Regions from separate parts of the Rattus norvegicus genome. Here region 2 is linked to region 1. The links are chromatin contacts, called in public HiChIP or PLAC-seq maps. All regions are on one chromosome and are shown on one strand. The core of a region is the stretch at or near the end of the contact, and the rest is flanking DNA. Distances in the headings are between cores, read along the strand shown. Region 1 has its middle 290 kb from the start of Plpp3. Region 2 has its middle 81 kb from the start of Usp24.

Evidence for each region. HiChIP or PLAC-seq counts read pairs in DNA pulled down with a chosen protein or histone mark.
Region 2: a contact with region 1 is called in an H3K27ac HiChIP or PLAC-seq map of oligodendrocytes, with 7 times the contacts expected there. The contact joins two enhancer-like sites. A contact is called at or near these places in 1 of 12 Hi-C or Micro-C datasets (psoas muscle) and 1 of 1 datasets of contacts at active chromatin or transcription factors (oligodendrocytes).

Annotation. Positions count from the first base shown.
Region 1 is chr5:125,441,499-125,446,373 of GRCr8, forward strand. No RefSeq gene overlaps it. Among named protein-coding and RNA genes, the nearest start is that of Plpp3, 290 kb to the left of the region's middle. Within about 2 kb of position 2,038, at least 34 of the 93 cell types and tissues checked have an H3K27ac peak or open chromatin away from gene starts, as enhancers often do.
Region 2 is chr5:126,226,066-126,230,940 of GRCr8, forward strand. No RefSeq gene overlaps it. Among named protein-coding and RNA genes, the nearest start is that of Usp24, 81 kb to the right of the region's middle. Within about 2 kb of position 2,591, at least 41 of the 93 cell types and tissues checked have an H3K27ac peak or open chromatin away from gene starts, as enhancers often do.

The sequences.
Region 1 (4,875 bases), core at 788-3,287:
CTGAGTGTTGTTAAGAAACTGTTGGGCCTTGAGGAAATGGTAACAATGTCTCCTCGTTAGCAAGATCATCTGGTAATATTGGGGAGCACTTTAAAATCTGAGGTGTATGGGTCTAAGGAGAATTAGCTTCCACTAGGCACGCATTAGTCAGAGAGTAAAAGTAGATCAGGATGAGCATGGCAGCTCCACGTCTCTTTTCCCTCTTCTGTGGTGTACCCTGAGGTATAATATCTGACTGGAAACTTCCCAGAAGTCAGACCCTCTGAAGGGCTGGAAATGATGAAGACGGGTGCTCTTTGTAGGCCTTCATGAAGAGTATCACCACAACATACACTTAACCACAACGAGACCATGGGCTTCTCTTCTTCCTCACAATGACCTCACACACAGTCACTTCCAAAACAAACTACAAGCACTTTCATCCTTGACTCAGACTGCTGTCCAGAATATGAATTCTAAACCAACTGTCAAATACGCCACTGAGTGTAATTTGGGTAAGTGGCATCATCCTACTTTATAGACTCTAGACTAATGACATGTGAGCGTTGTCCATGACCGTGCAATTAGCAAATGCAGGAGCTGAATCGTGATCCTAAGTATATTGACTTCAAATCCATGCAGTTCATTACTCAATAGTCAACTGAGGTTTATGGACCATTGGCTAAGATGCTGGCTTCCCTAGTCAATCCTCTCAACTCCCCTAGAGACACTGGGATTATCACCCTTTAGTTTGAGATGCAAAGCCAAGGCTCAGAAACCTGCTGACTTTTCATAAGATCATCCATCAAGTAGATGGTAGACTTGGACTGGTCTGTGTTCTGCATCATTGCATGAAAGTTAACAACCCACTGGAATGCCTAATTTCTGTGCAAGGACGGACTCTCTATTAGGGAAACTTGCTCTAGGCCATGGTTGACTACATAATCTGAGAGCCCCAGAAGCTGAGAGTACTCTGGACAAACGTTTCAAAGCAGATATTAAACTAGCTTCTCACTGATATCCTCTCCATTTGCTGAAAAGCTTCTTATGAAATTCTTCATGAGAAAGCTTGAAACAGGCTCAAATTAACCTCACTTTCATCCCCAGATGCTAAAAGGATAAGCAAGTGGCATTTTTAAAGTATAACCAATCAGTTCCATAGAACATGCTGAGTAGGATGTTGTCATTACAAGTGGAGTGGAATACTCTGCTCATCCCAGTCACTGTTAACTTCTCTGTGGGATAAGCTACGGGATTATAGGAGAGTGAAAGAGAGAGAGAGAGAGAGAGAGAGAGAGAGAGAGAGAGAGAGAGAGAGAGAGAGGAAGAAGAGGAGGAGGAGGAGAAGGAAGGAAGGAAAGAAAGAAAAGAGAAGAAAAGAAAGAAAGAAGGAAGGAAAGAAAGAAGGAAAGAAGGAAAAGGAAAAGAAATTGTAGAAATCATTGGCTTCTCCTTTACATCTTTTCTTTATGATACATCATTTGTGGGGAGAAATGCAGGAAAACAAAACAAAACAAAATCTCCCTCCCAGCTGAGGAGCTTTGAAGAGCCACAAAGCTTGAAGTACATCCTGGAATAAGAGTAAAAGAATTGAAAAATGGCTGTAAATTGGGGAAGTGACCTTGAGGTAGAACCAGCATACCTTTTTGAAGTCGAAACCTGTTGTCAGGATTCATTGCAGTCAGTGGGGATAGTGAAAATGATGCCACAGAAAACCGAAGGAGACTGCATGAGCGTTAACCTTACTAGCTGGACCACAAACAGGCTGCTTCTGATGCAGGTTGATGTGGAAGCACGTATACAACTTTATATGAGGTTTTCTTCCCTTCTGTTCCTGTAGTGAGCCTCGCTGCCCTGCCATTGTACCAGCTCCCTTATTTCCCTTGCCTCCAGTGTGCGCTCTTAAACCTGACCATGGCATAAAACCCATTAACATTCCTCCGGGATGAGATCCAGTGCCTGAGTATCTCATAAAAGGCTCTCATTATTGCTCCTGCTTTGCTTTGCAGGCCGGCTGGCGTTTGGTTTGCTTTCTATTCTACAAGTCTGTATAGCTTAAGAGAGCCAGGCAGCAATAACAAACACAGAAGCATAGTGGCTTGCAGGGAGTGGGGTGGGGGTGGGGTGAAGGCAGCTCGGCTTTTGCATCTTGCTTTGCTGTATGTTCCCTGTGTTGGCTGGAGTCTCTGTCACTCACAAGCCAAAAGCTCTGGGACTTCTGCCACTTCATTTGTGCTGTTCAGCTTAGTAACTGCAGCCACATGTGGCCACTGAAAAGTTAAAGTGGCTCTGTCCCAAGCTGTATCTATGAGCATAAAATACACTCTTGGAGCACAGCATAGAGCTAATCAAAAGGACAATTTCAAAAACATCTCATTAATTCCTATTGATGACATACTGAGATATTATAAATATACCATGCCAATATGTTTTATATGCAGTAATAAATATCAATTTGCCCCATCCACTTGCCTTTTATTTTAATATGCCTACTAGAAAATTAGACGTATGCTTGCCTTTGATCTCCACAGGACAGCACTTGTTTGTAGTGTGTCTGGTCACAGAAGGTGGGCACTGGTTTTGAAATTCTCCCTTGCAAGAATGGCAGCAGTCACTTCTCATTGCTCAGGGTCTTATTTAACTTTGGAGATGTAGGGCGGTCCTTGAGAGGACAGTATTGGTGACCAGCTCCAGTGATGACTTTCTGGGGTCCTAGTGATTCTCTGAATCAGGCACAAGGATGTTGACAGGCAATTCCATAGGCAATTTACCTTAGAAAGATACTTTCATCCCACACCCTATGTGGCCAAGCCTATTCTTCCTACTTGAGACTGCATAAATGTAACCTTTATTAGGAATTTTCTCAGAATCCCACTCACCCAGCCAACATGCAGGGTATGGATCCAATTAGACTATTCTCTTGGGCTGTTGTGACCTTGGGCCTCTCATGCATGTCCTCAGTGAAGTATCCTTACATATGTCCACAACAGTTTCCCACCTCAGCTCTTGTGCTATCCCCTAAGAACTTCTCATACTTCCTGGCTTGGTAGCATTCAGTAAGGGTTTTATACCATTTGACAATGGACTATATAGGCCCTTACTGTGTTCGTTTCTATGTCCTGATGAATCTCCTGACTCAAGAAAGTAGGCGCTAATGTTCTCTCCATTTAGTTTGATATTGGTTTGCTATATATTGCTTTTACTATGTTTAGGTATGGGCCTTGAATTCCTGATCTTTCCAAGACTTTTATAATGAAGGGGTGTTGAATTTTGTCAAATGCTTTCTCAGCATCTAATGAGATGATCATGTGTTTTTTTTCTTTGAGTTTGTTTATATAGTGGATTACATTGATGGATTTTTGTATATTGAACCATCTCTGCATTCATGGGATGAGGCTTACTTGATCATGATGGATGGTCCATTTTGATGTGTTCTTGGATTTGGTTTGCGAGCATTTTATTGAGTATTTTTGCATTGATATTCATAAGGATTGCAAGCTGGTACAACTACTGTGGAAAGCAGACTGGTGGTTCCTCAGAAAATTGGATATGGTACTACCTGCGGACTGAGCTATACCACCCCTGGGCATATACCCAAAAGATGTTCCAACACATAAAAAGGACACATGCTCCACTATGTTCATAGCAGCCTTATTTATAATAGCCAGAAGCTGGATAGAACCCAGATGTCCTTCTGGAATGGATACAGAAAATGTGGTACATTTACACAATGGAGTACTACTCAGCTATTAAAAACAATGACTTCATGAAATTCTTAGGCAAATGGATGGAACTAGAAATATATTATCCTGAGTGAGGTAACTCAATCACAGAACAACGCACATGGTATGCACTCACTGATAAGTGGATATTAGCCCAAAAGCTTGGAATACCCAAGATACAATTCACAGACCAGATGAAGCTCAAGAAGAAGAAAGACCAAAGTGCAGATGCTTCAGTCCTTCTTAGAAGGAGGAACAAAATATTCATAGAAGGAAATACAGAGACAAAGTATGGAGCAGAGACTGAAGGAAAGGCCACCCAGAGACTGCCCCACCTGGGGATCCGTCCAAACCCAGGTCACTATTACTGATGCCAAGAGTGCTTGCTGACAGGAGCCTGATATGGATGTCTCCTGAGAGACTCTGCCAGAGTCTTATTGATACAGATGAGGATGCTTGCAGCTAACCATTGGACTGAGCTCGGGACCCCAGTGGAGGAGTTAGTGGAAGGATTGAAGGAGCTGAAGGGTTTGCAACACCATAGGAAGAACAACAATATTAACCAACCAGACCTGCCCAGAGCTCCCAGGGACTAAACCACCAACCAAAGAATACACATGGGAGGACCCATGGCTCCAGCCACATATGTAGTAGAGGATGGCCTTGTTGGGCATCAAAGGAAGGAGAAGCCCTTGGTCCTGTGAGGGCTTGATGCTCTAGTGTAGGAGAATACCAGTGTGGGAAGGCAGGAGGGAGTGGTTGGGTAGGTGGGTGGGGAAGCACTCTCATAGAAGCAGGGGGAAGGGGGATGGGATGGGGGTTTCCTGAAGGGAAACCAGGAAAAGGTTTCATTTGAAATGTAAATAAGAAAATATCCAATAAAGAAAGAAAGAAAGTAGGCTCTACCAGAAGGATCAGTTCCATTTTGCATATTTGAAAGCCAGGCTTGTCATACAGAAAGCATACTAAAAAAGCAGGAAGAGATCATGGGTCACGTGACTCCTCTTAGGATGCTCTTGACAAACCACCTCATTTTTTAGACTTTATTTTTGAAGAAGGGTATTTCTGGGTGTCTGGAAACATCTAGGTAGACCAGGATGGCCTCAAGCTTGCAGCCATCCTCCTGTGTTTGCCTCCTTAGTTGAGGATCTCAGGAGTGTGGCTCAGATCAGTC
Region 2 (4,875 bases), core at 1,341-3,840, 790 kb after region 1:
AAATAAAAAACTTTACATTAAATAACCATGAGACTGGACTGGAGAGATAGCTCAGCAGTTAAGAAGACTGGTTGCTCCTTCAGAGGACCTGGATTCAATTCCCAGCACCCACATGACAGCTCACAACCATCTGTAACTCCCATTCCAAGGGGTCTGATGCCATCTCCTGGCCTTCAAGGACACTCTACACGTACGACACAGACATGCAGACAAAACACCCATACACACAAAATAATGAAAATGATTCTTTAATGTTTTTTAAACCTATGGGTAGAAGCCAGGTATAGTGGTACCAGCATATAATCCCAACACTTGAAAGACTAAGGCAAAAGATGGTGAGTTTAGGACTGGCCTCTGCTGAATAATGGGTTCAAGAACAGCCTAAGCTCTCTGTCTACAGTTTAGGAAATGGCTCAGTGTGATATAGCACTTTCTTGGCATGCCCAACACCCTGGGTTTGGTGCCTATCACTGCAAAAGAATTACAGATAAGCAAATAACCATGTTTATGCATGAGAAGTAGACTTCTTGCTGATTTGTACTTGGAGGAAAACCATAATAGAGTTTCAATTAGAATGAGAGTAATTTCCAGAGCTTTAACTTCTCGAGTTTGTTTCAACAGAGCAATGAACAGCTTTTCTTAGAATTAGACAGGGAGAAAAGTTTTCATTAGGTGATGAGAGGATTGATAAATTTTACATAAAAACTAGAATAATTTTAAGTATAGGGGAAGAATATGTTCCTATACAATGTCTTTTTATGTATTTCTTTTACTATTTATCTTTATTTTGAGACAGGGTCTCTCTATGTAGCCTTAATTATCCTGGAACTCTCTATGTAGATCAGGCTAGCCTGGAACTCACAGCAATTTTCCTGCTTCTACCTCTCAAGTGCTGGGATTAAAGGTGTGTGCCACCAATCCTGGCAATATCTGCCTTTTCAAAGATGTTTCCTGTGTGTGTGTGTGTGTGTGTGTGTGCGTGTGTGTGTGTGTGTGTGTGTTTGAGTGTGTGCCTGAAGGTAAGTATGTGCATGGTGTATATGTGTAGGTGTGTATGTACCTGGTTGAGTGTGTACATGTGGGTGAGTGTGTGCATGTGGGTGAGTGTGTGTGAGTGTGTGTATGTGTGTGTGCAGATGTGTGTGTGCAAGTGTGTGAGTGTGTGCAGATGTGTGTGTGCAGGTGTGTGTATGCAGGTGTGTGAGTATGTGCAAGTGTGTGAGTATGTGCAGGTGTGTGTGAGAGAGTGTGTGCAAGTCTGTGTGAGTATGTGCAGGTATGTGTGCATGTGTGTGAGTGTGTGCAGGTGTGTGTGAGTGTGTGCAAGTGTGTGAGTGTGTGCAGTTATGTGTGCATGTGTGTGAGTGTGTGCAGGTGTGTGAGTGTGTGTGTGTGAGTGTGTGTGAGTGTGTGCAGGTGTGTGTGAGTGTGTGCAGTTATGTGTGCATTGTGTGAGTGTGTGCAGGTGTGTGTGAGTGTGTGCAGGTATGTGTGCATGTGAGTGAGTATGTGCATGTGGAGTCAGAGAGCTCAACATCAAGTATATTCTATCACCATCCAAGATTTTTTTAATTAGAAAATGTTTTCATACAATATATTTTCCTGTATTCCAACTCATTACAGATAGCCACCCCCTTACCCACCTACCTTCATGTTCTCTCTCAAAATAAAACAAACAAAACCACACAGTTTGTTTAGGGTTGGCCAACTACTCTTGAGCGTGGGGCTTGCCCTGAACTGTGCTTGATATAGCCAGTGTCACTCCACCAAAGAGAACCGATCTGTCTTCTCCCATCAGTTAATCCGTGGCTTCTTGGCCAGGGTGCCACTTTGTGCCCACTTCTTCTTCCATATGCTGGGATTTTGTCCAGCTTTAATATGTGTAGGTCTTGTGGGTCTGGCATAGCCTCCATGAGTTCATACATGCGTCACCCGCGTTGTGTCTGGACTGTTGCCTTGGAGTCTCCATCCCATCTTATTTTTTTTTCAGACAGGGTCTCCCACTGAACCAGGAGCTCTCCTTTCAGATAGGCTGCCTGGCCAGAGAACACCCATCCCTCCCCTCCTGTGTCAGCCCTCACAATGCTGATGCCCGAGTTTTAGATGATTTGGGTTCTGAATTTAAGTCCTCACGCTTATGCAGCAGGCACTCTACCCACTGAGCCATCTCCCTGGACCCATTTCATATTCTAAACATGTGAAAAAAGTGTGTGTGTGTGTCTGTGTGTGTGTGTGTGTGTGTGTGTGTGTGTGTGTGGGTGGGTGGGTGTGGGTGTGGGTGTGGGTGTGGGTGTGGGTGTGGGTGTGTGTGTGTAAGCGCGCGCGCATTACTGGTTCAAGGTGTAAAACATTTCTCTCACTACAGGCTACAGTAAAAAGTGTTTGAAGTTGGTAACTGGCAAGTGTAAGCTTAAGACCTCATCCCTGAATCCCGCAGGCAGCCAGTGGGTCTCCAAGACACAAATAAACGGATCTCTTCTAGGGCTGAAATCAACAGAGCTTCTTGCTCCTCTCCTCACAGCTGAGTGTGGCTAGGGCCCAGAAGAAAACTGGCACTGTTTGTCTAGGGGCTGTACCGAGAACAAAGAGGGAGTTTGTCCTGAGGCCTGCCAACCCAGCCTCCTTCACAGGCGCTAAATTCATTCAGCATCGCTGCCCTGCAGGCTGCCCCGCTGGCCCGGTGGGCCTGCCAGCCTCTTCCACAAGGAGTTAGTGTCAGATCTGGGCAGCTCTCTCTGCCTGAGGCAACGGACATTCAGATAGCCTGTGAGAATCGGAAACGGAGGCCCACGCCACTTGAAAAATAACATCCTCCCCCACACTCCACGAGGAAGACCCAGGAAGTCAACAGCTCTCCAGATGTGAGCCAGCGTGGGAAGGACTCTAGTGTTCTGCCTCTCTCCCTCCCAATATCTTCCTCTCATCTCTTGTTACTTAATGGAGGCGCTGGCTTTCCCAGAGTCCACTTCCTCTAAGCAATGTGAGGGAAAGAAGGGAAGACAAACTACTAAGTTTTTCTACACACACACACACACACACACACACACACACACACACACACACTGCAAATAACTAATTGTAATAAAAAAAACTTCTTAAAAATTAAAAATATGACCAAAAGGTGGTGGCTTGGGTCCTTAATCCCAGCACTTGGGAGGCAGAGGCAGGTGGATCTCTGAGTTAGAGGCCAGCCTGGTCTATAGAGGGAGTTCCAGGACAGCCAAGACTACACAGAGAAACCCTGTCTTGAAAAAACAAAATAGATGAATAATATGTGGGAAAATGATAACCTCCTTCTGGGAGGGTGGAGTAGACATCCTTTCCCTTGCTTTTCTGCAGGGTTTCTAGTAAAACTAAAAATCAAAGTAAAATCTCTCTCTCTCTCTCTCTCTCTCTCTCTCTCTCTCTCTCTCTGTCTCCCTCCCTCCCTCTACTCCCCTTTCTCTCTGTGGATTGAGATGGGGGAGGGGCTGAATATGAAGTAAATTTAAGTTGACTCTGAAAGGTGAAGAGAAGACAGACCAGATGGGGCCCATGTGGGATGATGACTCTGACAGGAAAGGATATATTCTTCAAAGGGACATTGCGCTCCTTCCTTCTTTCTGCTATCAGGCTATTGAAACATTTGACCCCAAAGAATTAAATTTGCTGAGGAATCCCAAGATGGCAGGAGGCTGAGGCCTTGGTGTTGGCCAAAGGAGGAACTGGTCCCACAAGGATTCCATAGCATTCCGACAGCTTACCTCAGTTAAATTAGCATGTGATTGCCTCCAGGCCTGTGCTTCAGACATTTTATAAGATTGTAACACCTCTAGAAAACACCATGGTGAGTGCCTGGGTTTCCCCTTTTCCTTCATGTAGCCTACAGTTGATGTTAAAGAAGGCTTTGGTGTGAAAACATCGAAGGATAAAGGTCAGAAAAGCTCCAGTTAGCCTGGCCTCCTCACCCAAAGGACTAGTATGAGGTGGTTTAGAAAGACAGAAAACTGTTGAGCTGCAGAGATGGCTGGGGGGAGGGGAGGTTGAGGTGCTTGATGAACAAGCATGGAGTTCTGAGCCCCCTGCACCTGATGGAAAAAGCCGGGCGCAGTAATTCCAAGCACTGGGAAGTGACACAAAGATCCCCGGGGACTTGATGGCCAGACAGACTCCAGAAATGGCACGCCAGAAATGGTTTCATTGAGAAAACCTGTCTCAAAAAGACAAGGTGGAGCACAGTCGAGGGAGACACTTAGTAACCTCTGGCTCCTGTGTGCCTTTGTGTGTTCATGCACACACGTAAGCACAAAGGAAAACGGAAAAGGTTTGAACAAAATAATTCTAATAAAACCAAGCACTACAAAATAACAGAAGAGGGAGCCTGGATTCTACCTTTACCAGGTTGTATTGGGACATCTTAGACTTCTAGTGGGAAGGTATCAGTGAAAGCCAATCGGGAGCTGGTTTCCTCTTGGCTAGGTGGCAGCAAGCATCCCTGACATTGTTATCAGCAGAAACCGTGGGAACTGTGGGAGGCCTAGACCTCTACCACACTCAGTGGTAACTAGGTACCCTGCTTCTCTCTGCTGGGAGGTTACTGGTAAAGGCCTCATACAGGGCACCCCTCCTGGCAGAAAAAACCCTTCTCCTCTTCTCATGGTCCATCCTTCTCTATTGAGGTTCATAGCACAATACTTTCCCACCGTGTTCTCTCATGATGGAAGAAAAGGCAATGTTCCTGGGTTTATAAGAGTTTTTAAAAAGCTAAGCAAACACGGAACAGAATGAGTCCGCAGGACTTCTCATCAAGACTTCTGTAAAGGCCTTATCTTCAGTGTAAATCTTCAGAGGTGAAGGTTTGGGGAAATGATAGTGTCAGGAGGCCATGACTTCTGG